Linked DNA regions of Mus musculus: region 2 is linked to region 1. Evidence: chromatin contacts called from public HiChIP or PLAC-seq data. All regions are on one chromosome and are shown on one strand. Each heading gives the region's core, a stretch centred on a gene start, on an enhancer-like site or on the middle of the called end of the contact. The rest is flanking DNA. Distances are from core to core; before and after follow the strand shown. Region 1 overlaps Rgl1 (ral guanine nucleotide dissociation stimulator,-like 1). Region 2 has its middle 22 kb from the start of Lamc1.

What was found. HiChIP or PLAC-seq counts read pairs in DNA pulled down with a chosen protein or histone mark.
Region 2: an H3K27ac HiChIP or PLAC-seq map of extraembryonic endoderm stem cells shows a contact between it and region 1, with 2.1 times the contacts expected there. The contact joins two enhancer-like sites. A contact is called at or near these places in 2 of 115 datasets of contacts at active chromatin or transcription factors (extraembryonic endoderm stem cells and large pre-B cells) and 1 of 9 other capture datasets (embryonic stem cells).

What each region holds. Positions count from the first base shown.
Region 1 is chr1:152,583,305-152,588,714 of GRCm38.p6, reverse strand. It overlaps Rgl1 (ral guanine nucleotide dissociation stimulator,-like 1), which reads left to right. Exons shown (of 18, transcript NM_016846.4): 3 at 2,100-2,308. Among named protein-coding and RNA genes, the nearest start is that of Rgl1, 39 kb to the left of the region's middle. Within about 2 kb of position 3,129, at least 30 of the 459 cell types and tissues checked have an H3K27ac peak or open chromatin away from gene starts, as enhancers often do. A contact at or near this core is called in extraembryonic endoderm stem cells, where this site is marked.
Region 2 is chr1:153,352,239-153,357,488 of GRCm38.p6, reverse strand. No RefSeq gene overlaps it. Among named protein-coding and RNA genes, the nearest start is that of Lamc1, 22 kb to the right of the region's middle. Within about 2 kb of position 1,383, at least 12 of the 459 cell types and tissues checked have an H3K27ac peak or open chromatin away from gene starts, as enhancers often do. A contact at or near this core is called in extraembryonic endoderm stem cells, where this site is marked.

The DNA of each region.
Region 1 (5,410 bases), core at 1,880-4,379:
AAGGAAACGGCCCTGGAAAGGCTGCATGTCATACCTGCTTGCTAGAGTTTAACATCATGTGTGGACACACTGAAGGCAAAGAAAGTCAGCAGTAAAGAAATGTCTGTAGTCTCTGAAGGTACCACAGCACCGTCTCTTAAAACAAAACAACCGAGTGTTTACAGTACCCACTCGAAGCGGTGCAGCGCATAGTGTTTACAAATATAATTAGAGTTCGAGACCACAGTCTTTCACTCTTTGTTTCTGCTTTAGTTGGAAGTTCTGGGGACAGATGGACACTGTGGCTCCGCTTGTTGAAAAGCCAGCACAGAGAGAGGAGAGCACCTAGACCGTGCGCAGAGCCAACAGTCCTAAGAGCCCTACAGAAAAGCTCCTGTTTTTCCTGCCTCAGACCTATGTCCTTGGAAAATTATTATAATTTATTATAATTTTTACATTTTTATTTATGTGTATGTATTTGTGTGTGTGATGTACACATGTGTGTCACATGTGTGTTTATGCCTATGGAGGCTAGAGCCTGAGTTCCAGGCAGTTGTGAGCTGCGAGCTGCCTGACATGGGTTCTGGGAACTGAAATTGAGTCTTCAGGGAGAGCAGAAAGCATGAACTGCTAAACAATCTTTCCAGCCACCTCCTTAGAAAATTAAAAAATTAAGTAAGAAACAAAGCCATGCACCTCATACACTGTGGTCCTCGCATCAGTTCCTATCAGCAGCTAGACATGGTGACACTAAGCTATTCTAACCTAAAAGTGGATGCCACCATGTGGGTCTTTCTGGGTTAATTTTCTTCTTGCAGTTTAACTTCTGACAGGGCCAGAACTCAGTAGTCACAACTGTCATTATTGGAGATTCATATGCTGTCACTCTGATTTCTGTATGTATATATTTCAATTTAGGACTTTAGGCAGTCAGTATTGAGTAATTCAATTTATAGTGAGATGAATTGCCTGGTAGTTTTTTGCACCAATGAGAATCTATGCAGCATTGAGACTAATTATTTGCTTTGGAAACAGATTTATTGCAGAGCTCTTCTTGGTAGGTCAGTTTCCTTAGCATCCATGAAGGAGTTCAACTTGGAAAACCACATCTGCATGTAATTTGCAGGGTGCAGATTTACTCAGAATGCAAGGCACACCCTTATTTTTCTGCAGTTTGATTCTCTCCCCTCAGCCTTGATTTTCAAGCCTTTCCCATTTTATCACCAATCTTTCCACGTTGTGGTTTACGTGTGTTAATGTATAGTGATATCGACTGATAACTCTAGGTTTGCTTTCCTGTGCTAGCTTTCTCAGACGTACTTATTCTCCGGTGTTTGCAGATTTCCCGAGAGCAGGGCTGTGTACCCGCCACACTTTCCGTTGCTCCCTGGGATAAGCCTCAGGCTTTGCAGCGCAGGTGGTTCTCGCCCAGATCCCTTGGTTGCTGGAGGTATGAAAGTAGACTCATCGCTGTCTGTGCACTGACGGCTGTCAGATCATAGGGAACCATGGAGAACAGACTTCTTCCATTGCTAATTTTTTCAGGCTGTGACCATAATACCATCTGGCTCACGTAAACCCTATGCTGTGTGTGTATAATATATATGAATATGTGTGTATGTATATGTTGTATATGTAAATGTGTATATGTGGGTGTGGGTGTGTGTGTATAAATTTGGAACAATCATATTTCCAGAACTATTATGGATCGACTCTTCTGGCATACCATGGTAGGCACCGTTTTTAAAAATGAGATTGAAAACATACCTTTAACAGTACAAAGAACATCAGATAGTGGACAATTTGCTAAACTCCATTCGGTGACAGACAACGTCTTTGATAAAGTATTGCCATCACCCTTGCTGTCACCAGTGATGTAAGGAGAAGCCATTGTATTGCTGCAAAGCAAGAATCTTTCTTTCTTCAGAAAGAATGGGACGCTACCTCCACACACTTGCTACACGGCCTCCCTTCTGCCACACTGAGTTCACAGAAGCCCACACTGCCTTCCAGGACTTTCAGCTGCATGAGAGAAGACTGAAATGCTGACCATTTCAGTGTTTTCAGTTTTACATCAGGGAGTGATGCCATCTGATGCTAATAATGAATCTGTCCCATAGGTTGAAGGGGACCAGCTGCCTCCAGGACACACAGTCAGTCAGTACGAGACCTGCAAGATCAGGACCATCAAAGCTGGTACGCTGGAGAAGCTTGTGGAGAACCTGCTGACGGCTTTTGGGGACAATGACTTTACCTACATCAGCATCTTTTTGTCGACATACAGAGGCTTTGCCTCGACTAAGGAAGTGCTGGAGCTGCTGCTGGACAGGTACGATCTAAGGGCGGATGTCGAGGAGAACCTAAGGGTGTGGCTCTGAATCAAGGGCACTTGGGAGTCTGGGAAGGAGGAAGAAGGAGAGATGAACTGGAAAAGCCAACCTTTGGAATGAGTGGCATACAGAATGTCAACTCTGTGGTCTATTTCTAGGGTAAAGAAATCCCTCTTAGAACGTTCGTAAAGGCTGGATATGGTGGCACATGCTTCTAATCTTGGTATTGGAGAAGCTGAGCCAGCTTGGACCTCATAGCAGTGCTTTGTCTCAGAAGCAAAAGCAAAAACAAAGAAAAACTAAGCAATAACCTGTAAAAAAAAATGAACAAAAGAATTAAAAGTAGGTTTTATAAACATAGATTCAACTATTTATAAATTTCAATATCTGTTTGCTACTCTTAATTTCACATTTGATACAGATTAATTTTTAATTTCTTTACAAGTACTCATCCAGCTAGGACTCTCCTTGTTCTGGGGACTGAATGTGCTCACACATATGAAGTATGGAGCTCCGTTCTAGATCTGTAGGATCCAGATGAGTGGAGGCTCTGGCAGTGGCAGTCGGGGCTGTCAACAATCACTGCGGAGTCAGTGCTTATGGCCGTGTGCCTGAGTGATGTCTGTGCTCCTCAGCAGCGTATGCTGTGACTCATGTAGGACAGTCTTTGTTTCCCCTTTACCTTTGTTTTATTTATAGGAAAACTTAGGCACTTTGTAAACATACTGTTATATTGACTTAGTCCTGGGACAAAGAAAACTGTCAGCCAAACAATTGTTTTAGAATCCTGAGACTCTCACTCAGGTCCTTGTGGTCTGAGGTTTCCTGCCTAAGGAAGGAAGTGGGATCCAGTGCTTTTGTTAGGCTTATTTTGCCCGTGCGTGTGTGTGTGTGTGTGTGTGTGTGTTTATTTAATTTTAAAGGAATACACAATCATGTTGAAAATGTTAAAAATTCCTTTATGATGGCAAGTATGAAAAGAAATACTAAAGTTTTCTCAAATTGCTGTCTTACTCAAGGAACACTTTAGGTTTTAAAATATAAATTTCATATATACATGAAAAAGCTTTGTATATTTACATTCTTAATATACAGTGCACCGTATATATTGTCTTTATAGACTTATTTGTCAGAAGAGTTTATTAAGTACGTTGTAAGACAGCCCCAGGCTCGGCAGTAGTGACAGCCCTGCCTGCCTCTATAGATTCACAGCGCATACATGACACAATGAGATCAGTCAGAGTGACCGAGTGACCTATTTTATTTGTACACACTGATCCACCTTGGAGATATGTGGGCTCATTCAGTGACTCGGCATTTGTAAAAGGCTCATGACAGTGGCTGCCATATTTAAAGTACAGGAAATGTCCGTTGTTAGTTCCAAATAAGCACATGTGGGTAGGGTTTCTAGCTTCTCTTCTAGTGCCTTTCTAGTACTTACGGAGTTGATAATTTCATGGGCAAAGAATTAAGCACTTTTTAGTTTTTCAAATTGTTTTGAGAAATCTGTGAGAACAGAACCAACCACAAGGGTCGTCTTTATACATAGGCAAGCTTTCTGAGATTCCTAAAGTGTAATTTCACGGAAGAGTAACTACACCAGGATATAGGAATTTAGGAGCCTGCCATCTGCGCCTCCAGAAGGTTCCACCAGCCATACTGCTGTTCTGAGCACTCCCTACCACAGCCCCCCACCCCCACCCCCAGTTCCCGATGTTCTGTCTCCTCCCCTGAGCTGTCTTTACCTGATCTGTCCATTGAAAAATGGTTCCGTGACTCGAACTTCTCATGTTTATGAGTAGTGTTTGGTGTTTCAGAAGCCACACCATTAGTTGGGTGTGAACTCCTCCCATCCTATACTCTTTTCCTTTGAACTACTTTAATCTAATTATTAGTCGTCAAATTATAATTCTTTGTATATTAAAGAAATTTGATTTTTTGCTTATAATTATATTGGGAATATTTTTCCTAATTTGTTCTTAGATTTTAAAGTCTGTTCCTTAAGAATTGGTATTTAACTATTTTATGAAATATTTCTGTCTTCAGAAAGGCTTTGAATAAAGACCTTTCTATTCCAGGTTAAGGCTATTGACAAGAGTAGTGTTTGTCAGCTTTCTGTCCCCGTGACACAGACCTGACAGAATCAACTTATGCCAGGAGAGGGTTGATTTGGGACCCACAGTGTTGGAGGTTTCAGCCTGTGATAGATTGGCCACAGGTCACTGTACGATGGTGGGAGTGTACTGTGGAGCGAAGCTGCTTGCCTCTGAGTACGGAGTGAAGAGAAGGAGGCTGAGCCTCTCCTCTCTCCTCCTGAGGGGACTGAGGACGGCCAAGTGGAATGCCATGTAAAGGCCCCACCACCTGCGCTAACCCCACCCTGGGCATCGGGTTTTAACACAGAGACACTTTGGGGGCACAAGCTCCTAAACACTGGATCTGTGTTTTTATGGGTGCACATGCAGAGAAATTATTGGCTCAGTGTTTATATTTAGGGTCACTCATAAAGCATATATTCTTTATGGCACACTGATCTGCCCACAGTGTCCTGTGCTATGGCGTAAAGATGTGTCATTTTCTGCATGACAGTACTTGACAAAATATTAAGCCTGGAATAGTAAGTTTGGTGGGTCTTTTTTTTTTTTTAAATATCACAGTTCTTATGTAATAGTTCATTTGTGCAAGTAGAAATTGGAGAATTAATGAAATTTCTCTTTTCAGTACTTCATAGCTGTAAAAAAGATGGAGCCTGGTAATTGTTGGCAGTCAGTATTTGGAAATGAAATTCTCTTACAAGTTCCCTTTGAATCAGTGACCTCTTCTCCACAGGAGGTAACTTCACTGATAATAGCCCACAGATGTCCACAGTGTGTAAAGGGTGCACGGAAGCTCCAGCTGCCTGTCTTAAAGACTGGACACACACACACCAGGAAATAGAGTGTTTAGTCTATGACTTTTTATTTGGTGATTTTTAAAAACATCTATTCTTTGTTCTATGGATAGAATCATTGGGATTTAAAAAAAAACACTAAGTTGATAACAATGATTATATAGTATATCTAATATGAATTTAGATTGCATTGGATTCAAACTATCATTTG
Region 2 (5,250 bases), core at 134-2,633, 770 kb before region 1:
TACTTATATACAGTCTCCACTATTATTGTTGTAGCTAACTACTTGTTCCCAGGAAGCACCATTAGCATACTGAGGAAGGAGTTTGACTAACTGACTGACAGCCAAGAACAGACATGTGCTCAGTTGATTTTACAAGTGGGTGGGGTAGAGAACTGAATGATCTGTTTCCACCCACCCCCAAGCTAGGTTCATATATTCATTTGTTTGTTTGTTTATCCTGTGTGACACAGCACATATATAGAGGTCAGAGGACAACATGTGGGGGCTCCGTGATCAAACTCAGGTCACCAGACTTGTGGCAAGTGCTTTTACCTGCCGAACTCTCTTACAGACTTTGGTGGGAATACAAATATCCTCATATTCTGAATCTAGCCTAAGAATTTCGTATATTGTCAGTAGCTTCTGCACATGGTTGCTAATATTCGCTGTTCATGTTTCCCCAAGTGCCTGACCATTCAGCCAAAATGTTGGGTCCCATCCACAAGTCACTGATGGCTGTCAGGGGATCCCAGGAAGCAGGCAACTACACTTCTGAGTAAAGTTCTCCCCAGCAGGAAGGGGAGTGTTTTCCAGGGCCACTCTGGGTGCATCTAATGCCACACAGTGCTGGTATCTAGTCCAACACAACCTGTAAGTTGGTTAGAGATTTTCTTCCTCACTTTATCATGCCTATGGATATCATGATGCTATGTGGGGTGAAGGAGGGGAACCAGTTTGTGGCTAATGAGAGGGTCTCAGGTTTAAGGACCTACATCAGACCAAACTCTCCATTGCTGTATCCCTCAGTGACGGAATGCTGCTGGCCGCTCCCTGCTCCAGGGCACTATCTCGGATTAGAGAGAAGGAAAATCCTGCCCAGCTGGTGATAAGCAACCCAACTAACTAATCTCTGCATGTCTACAGTCAAATAGTCATTATCAGGATCCGATATCAAATTAAGAGCTATTTATCAAAAAAGAGAATAGGTATTTGTTGAAGAGAGAATGTCTTTGTGATGATAAAATTGGGTTCTTGATAGGATTATTATTCTCGTTTAGGCCTGCCACAGGCTCTAGAGAATTCTAAATTAGCCACGCAGACACTAGAGACTGTCACGGCAGTGGAAGCCACTGCCAGCCATCTTTCATCATGGCTTTTAACACCAGTGGCTTTATAGGTTGCTCAAGGCACACGTTAACCACCAAGTATGTTCTGTCTTCTCAAGGCAGTTTCCAGGCATAGTGAGATCTCCTTTTATAGAGGATGTCCTGCTACATCTCGATCACTGGAGTCCAGAAGCCTTCTGACCCACAGGACAACGCAAACTGGTGAGAGCACAGTACAGTGCTTCTGGTGGGCAGCATCTGTTCCATCTCTCTATCAGGGAGAATAAACTATTTCTGGTACTCTCAGCTTGTTGCCATAGGAGACATGTATCCACCAAATACACAGGAGCTCGTGAGAAGCCTCCTTTTATTGATTTGACCCCTTAATGAAACGACAGCTGTGCATTAGGCCTGGAATCCCAGCTGAGACAGGAGACTCAGTCTGGATAGCAAGAACCTCCTGTCTCAAACAGAAGAGGGACACACAGACACACAGACATGCACACAGAGAGACACACACACAGAGACAGAGGGAGGCAGGCAGGCAGACAGACAGAGACAGAGACAAAGAGAGGTCAATGACGTGACGGACAGATATGATGTCAAGACCTGTTTATCTTCAGGCCAAGTCAACCTCAAGCTCACTAAAGACATGACAGGAATTTTTCCTTTCTTAACTCCTGTTCCTCTGCTGCTTGTACCAACCATTTTCAACATTTTTTATTTTTAAATATTCTGTGTGTGTGTGAATGCAAGTACCCACAGAGGCCAGAGTGTTGGGGCTCCCTCCCTGCAACTAGCCTTCCTGGCAGTCGTGAGTTGGGATTCCAACTCCAGAACAGAGCCTGTACCAGCCCCAAAGGCACTTTTCCTCATTTTAAATGAAGCACTGGTGGAGTTTATAGTGAGGAGATTTTAGCATAGACTTGAGCATGAAGGATAAGACAGAGAGAAGTTGAGAGAAAGACACACCCATGTGCCGGTGTGCACTTCTCCTGGGCACTTCAGCAGCGGCCACTTCTAAGTACTTTTAGTGCTTGCAGTTTTCAGTCCCTCCACAGAATGCTACCACCCATCCCATTTTACAGACGAAGAAGTCTCATTAAGTGACTAAGGAGCTTGCCCAAGTCACACATCAGTAATTAAATGTAAGTGGTTTAGATCCAGGCCAGTTCTCTCAGACATCACTTCCTTGTGATAAATAAAATATTCAACAGGAAAGCCACGTCTTTCCTTACGCAGCATGCATGGAGAGAAAGCTGTTGAAGTTATTCATTGAGAGAAGAGTCAATGGAAGCCCTGGATGTTTTTGTAAAGCAGTTAATTCAGGTAACTTCCCCGTGCTTCCATTGAACCTAGTTCTCAGGCCATGCTAAGCCAGCTGCATCTCCAGCCAGCAGGCAAACTGAGATTTTTTCCCCCTCTTTTTTTTCTTCTAGTATTTCCCTTGGCCATTTATGAAATTGCACTCCTTTATGAGTTCATTGTTTGTCTTCCTCCTGAGATAGGGAATTCCTTGAAGGGAAGGATCATATTTCTTTTCCTTTTTTATCTTCTGCAACAATGTACAATGGAGGGTTGCTCACCATAAAGACAGCAAATTATTCTATTCAAAAGAAATAGTACTAATTATTCAAACTCAGTGTTTGTGAATACCTTCTCCCCAAGGGCACAGGCTTATTTCAGAGCCTTTGATTGAACAAGCCCTGATACTATTCTTCTAAGAGTTAAACATTCTTTTCCTTGTTTCACAATCGAGGACCTCACTGTCAAAAGGTCAAGTGACTTGCCAAAAGTTATAAAGTCAGTCACTGAAGGGAAAAAAAAAATCCAACCATCTAGCAATTATCTTTTCTTATTACAGAACAATTCTCTGCAAGCTGAATTAATTCACGAATATATTAAAAATATTTAAAAGTGTATTTGAGGACAATGAAGCCAGTCTTGAATACAAAACAGTCAATTATGTTAACTTTTTTTTTATGAATTATTTTGAAAATCGATCCTGAAGGGCCTCCAGAACCTACTTTCTGTGTTATCTTTGTTTCCTGCACATTATTTCAGTAAACACGGGCTGCATCCTCCCAGGAGAGATGCAGGGCGGAGGTGAGACAAAGCTGCACACCACTTAACTTGTTTTGGCCTCAGTAAGGAAACGTGGCCACTCCAGATGTTTCCATGGTCTGAGCACATTGGATCCAGTGGGTAGGCGAGGCTGGGCTGAGACTCAAAGACAGGGGCTTTCTTTTAGCCAACAATAAAATCCCTGCTTCCGCTCACAAGGGCTTCTTTTTTAAGAAGGAATATTGCTGCTACTCAGTTATAGATTGGTTCTAGCTAATGACAATCCGGGAACTTGAATTTCTAAGCGTGGATATAGTTATTTTCTCCCCGATGTCTGCCCCAGAGACTGTCCTGTCCCTCAGACCTTGTTAATAGCATCAACATCCCCGGAGCTGAGTTGAAAACCTCGAGCTCATTCCGGAAGCTCCAAGCTCCGTCTCCCTCACCTTCCTGTGTCTGTCCGGTCGCGGTACCTCCTCCTCTCTTGTGTAACGAACCTGCCATCAGTCCACCGCCTCTCTGCCTCTATTCTCTATGATGACAGTCCCCTAGGTGCCTTTCCTGCCTCCTCTCTATTTCTGGCCATTTTCCCTCACCAGTTTAACAGAGTTATTTGTATATTTAAAAATAACCTATAGCTATCTTTGCCTTTGTTTGATTTTTCTAAGACAGGTACTCAATATACAGATCAAACCAGTCTCGACTGCACAGAGATCTTCCTGCCTCTGTTTTCTTAGTGCTGGGACTAAAGGCATGTGACACTACTCCTGATGTTTTAAGTTTTTGTTAGTAAATATCAATTATACCTAATAATGGGTTTCATTATGACATTTTCATACATGTGCATAATATGTTTCAAATATATTCACCCCTGTTACCCTCTCATGTCCCTCCCCATCCCACTAATCTCTTTTTCTTTATTCCTAGATCCCTCCCACATTTGTGCCTTTTCCCCCCCATCAGAGTTGCTCACAGGAGTATGGGTGAGAGGTTATTTACAGGAGCATAGGTATTTTGCCACTAGCAACACTATTGAAGACAGTCTCTCCCTCCCCTAGCAACCAGTGATGGTCTACAAATCCTCACGGATTGGGGGGGGGGTGTCTCAGGAATCTTTCCTTGCTACCATTAAATGTCTGTGTTTCCTCAGAGAATGAGGGTTTTGTTGTTTTCCATAACAAACTTAAGTATTTATTTCAAGGTCTTTCTTCCTTCTCCTTCCTTCCTTCCTTCCTTCCTTCCTTCCTTCCTTCCTTCCTTCCTTCCTTCCTTCCTCCCTCCCTCCCTCCCTCCCTCCCTCCCTCCCCCCTCTCTCTTTCTTTCTTTCTTTCTTTCTTTCTTTCTTTCTTTCTTTCTTTCTTTCTTTCTTTCTTTCTTTCTTTCTTTCTTTCTTTCTTTCTTTTTTGAGATAGACTCTTAGGTAGCCCAGGCCGGCCTTGAACTTGCTGTACCATCATGGGTAGTCTTGAACTCCCACTCCTCTTGCCTTTACCTTCTCAGTGCTGGGATTACCAGGGTATCACCACACCCAGTTTGTGGGGTACTGCTGACTGAACCCAGGGCTCTGTGTTTGCCAGGCAAGCACTCTATCACTTGCACAGTGTCCACTCCATGGCTTTGAAGGCAGGGTCAGACTTGGGAAGTGGCCAGCTGCTTTGAGACTATGAGGTTGGGAACTGGTGTTGTTGTTGTTGTTGTGTTGTTTTGTTTTGTTTTTAAACAGGTATCCCTATGCAGCCCTGGTATGTAGACCAGGCTATCCTTAGACTCACAGAGACCTACCTGCCTCTACTTCCTGAGTGCTGGAACAAAAGGCTGGCCAGCTCAGGAACTGTTTTTGGAGCAGAGTCTTCTAATAGGTCAGGCTGACCTGGATCTTACTATGTAGCCCAGGCTAGCCTCAGACTTGAGTCTCAGCCTCCCAGGTGCCCAGTTCATAATCTTATTTTATTCTACTTCCTTGAAAATTCTCTCCTGTAACTGCCAATTTCTTTTCGCCATTCCCTAGACATCTGCAGTCTCTCTAGGTTTTTATTTTTTAGTGTCTCTTCTCATGATATTTCTCCAGAGGGACTTGCATCTGCTTTCTTCAATGGATAAC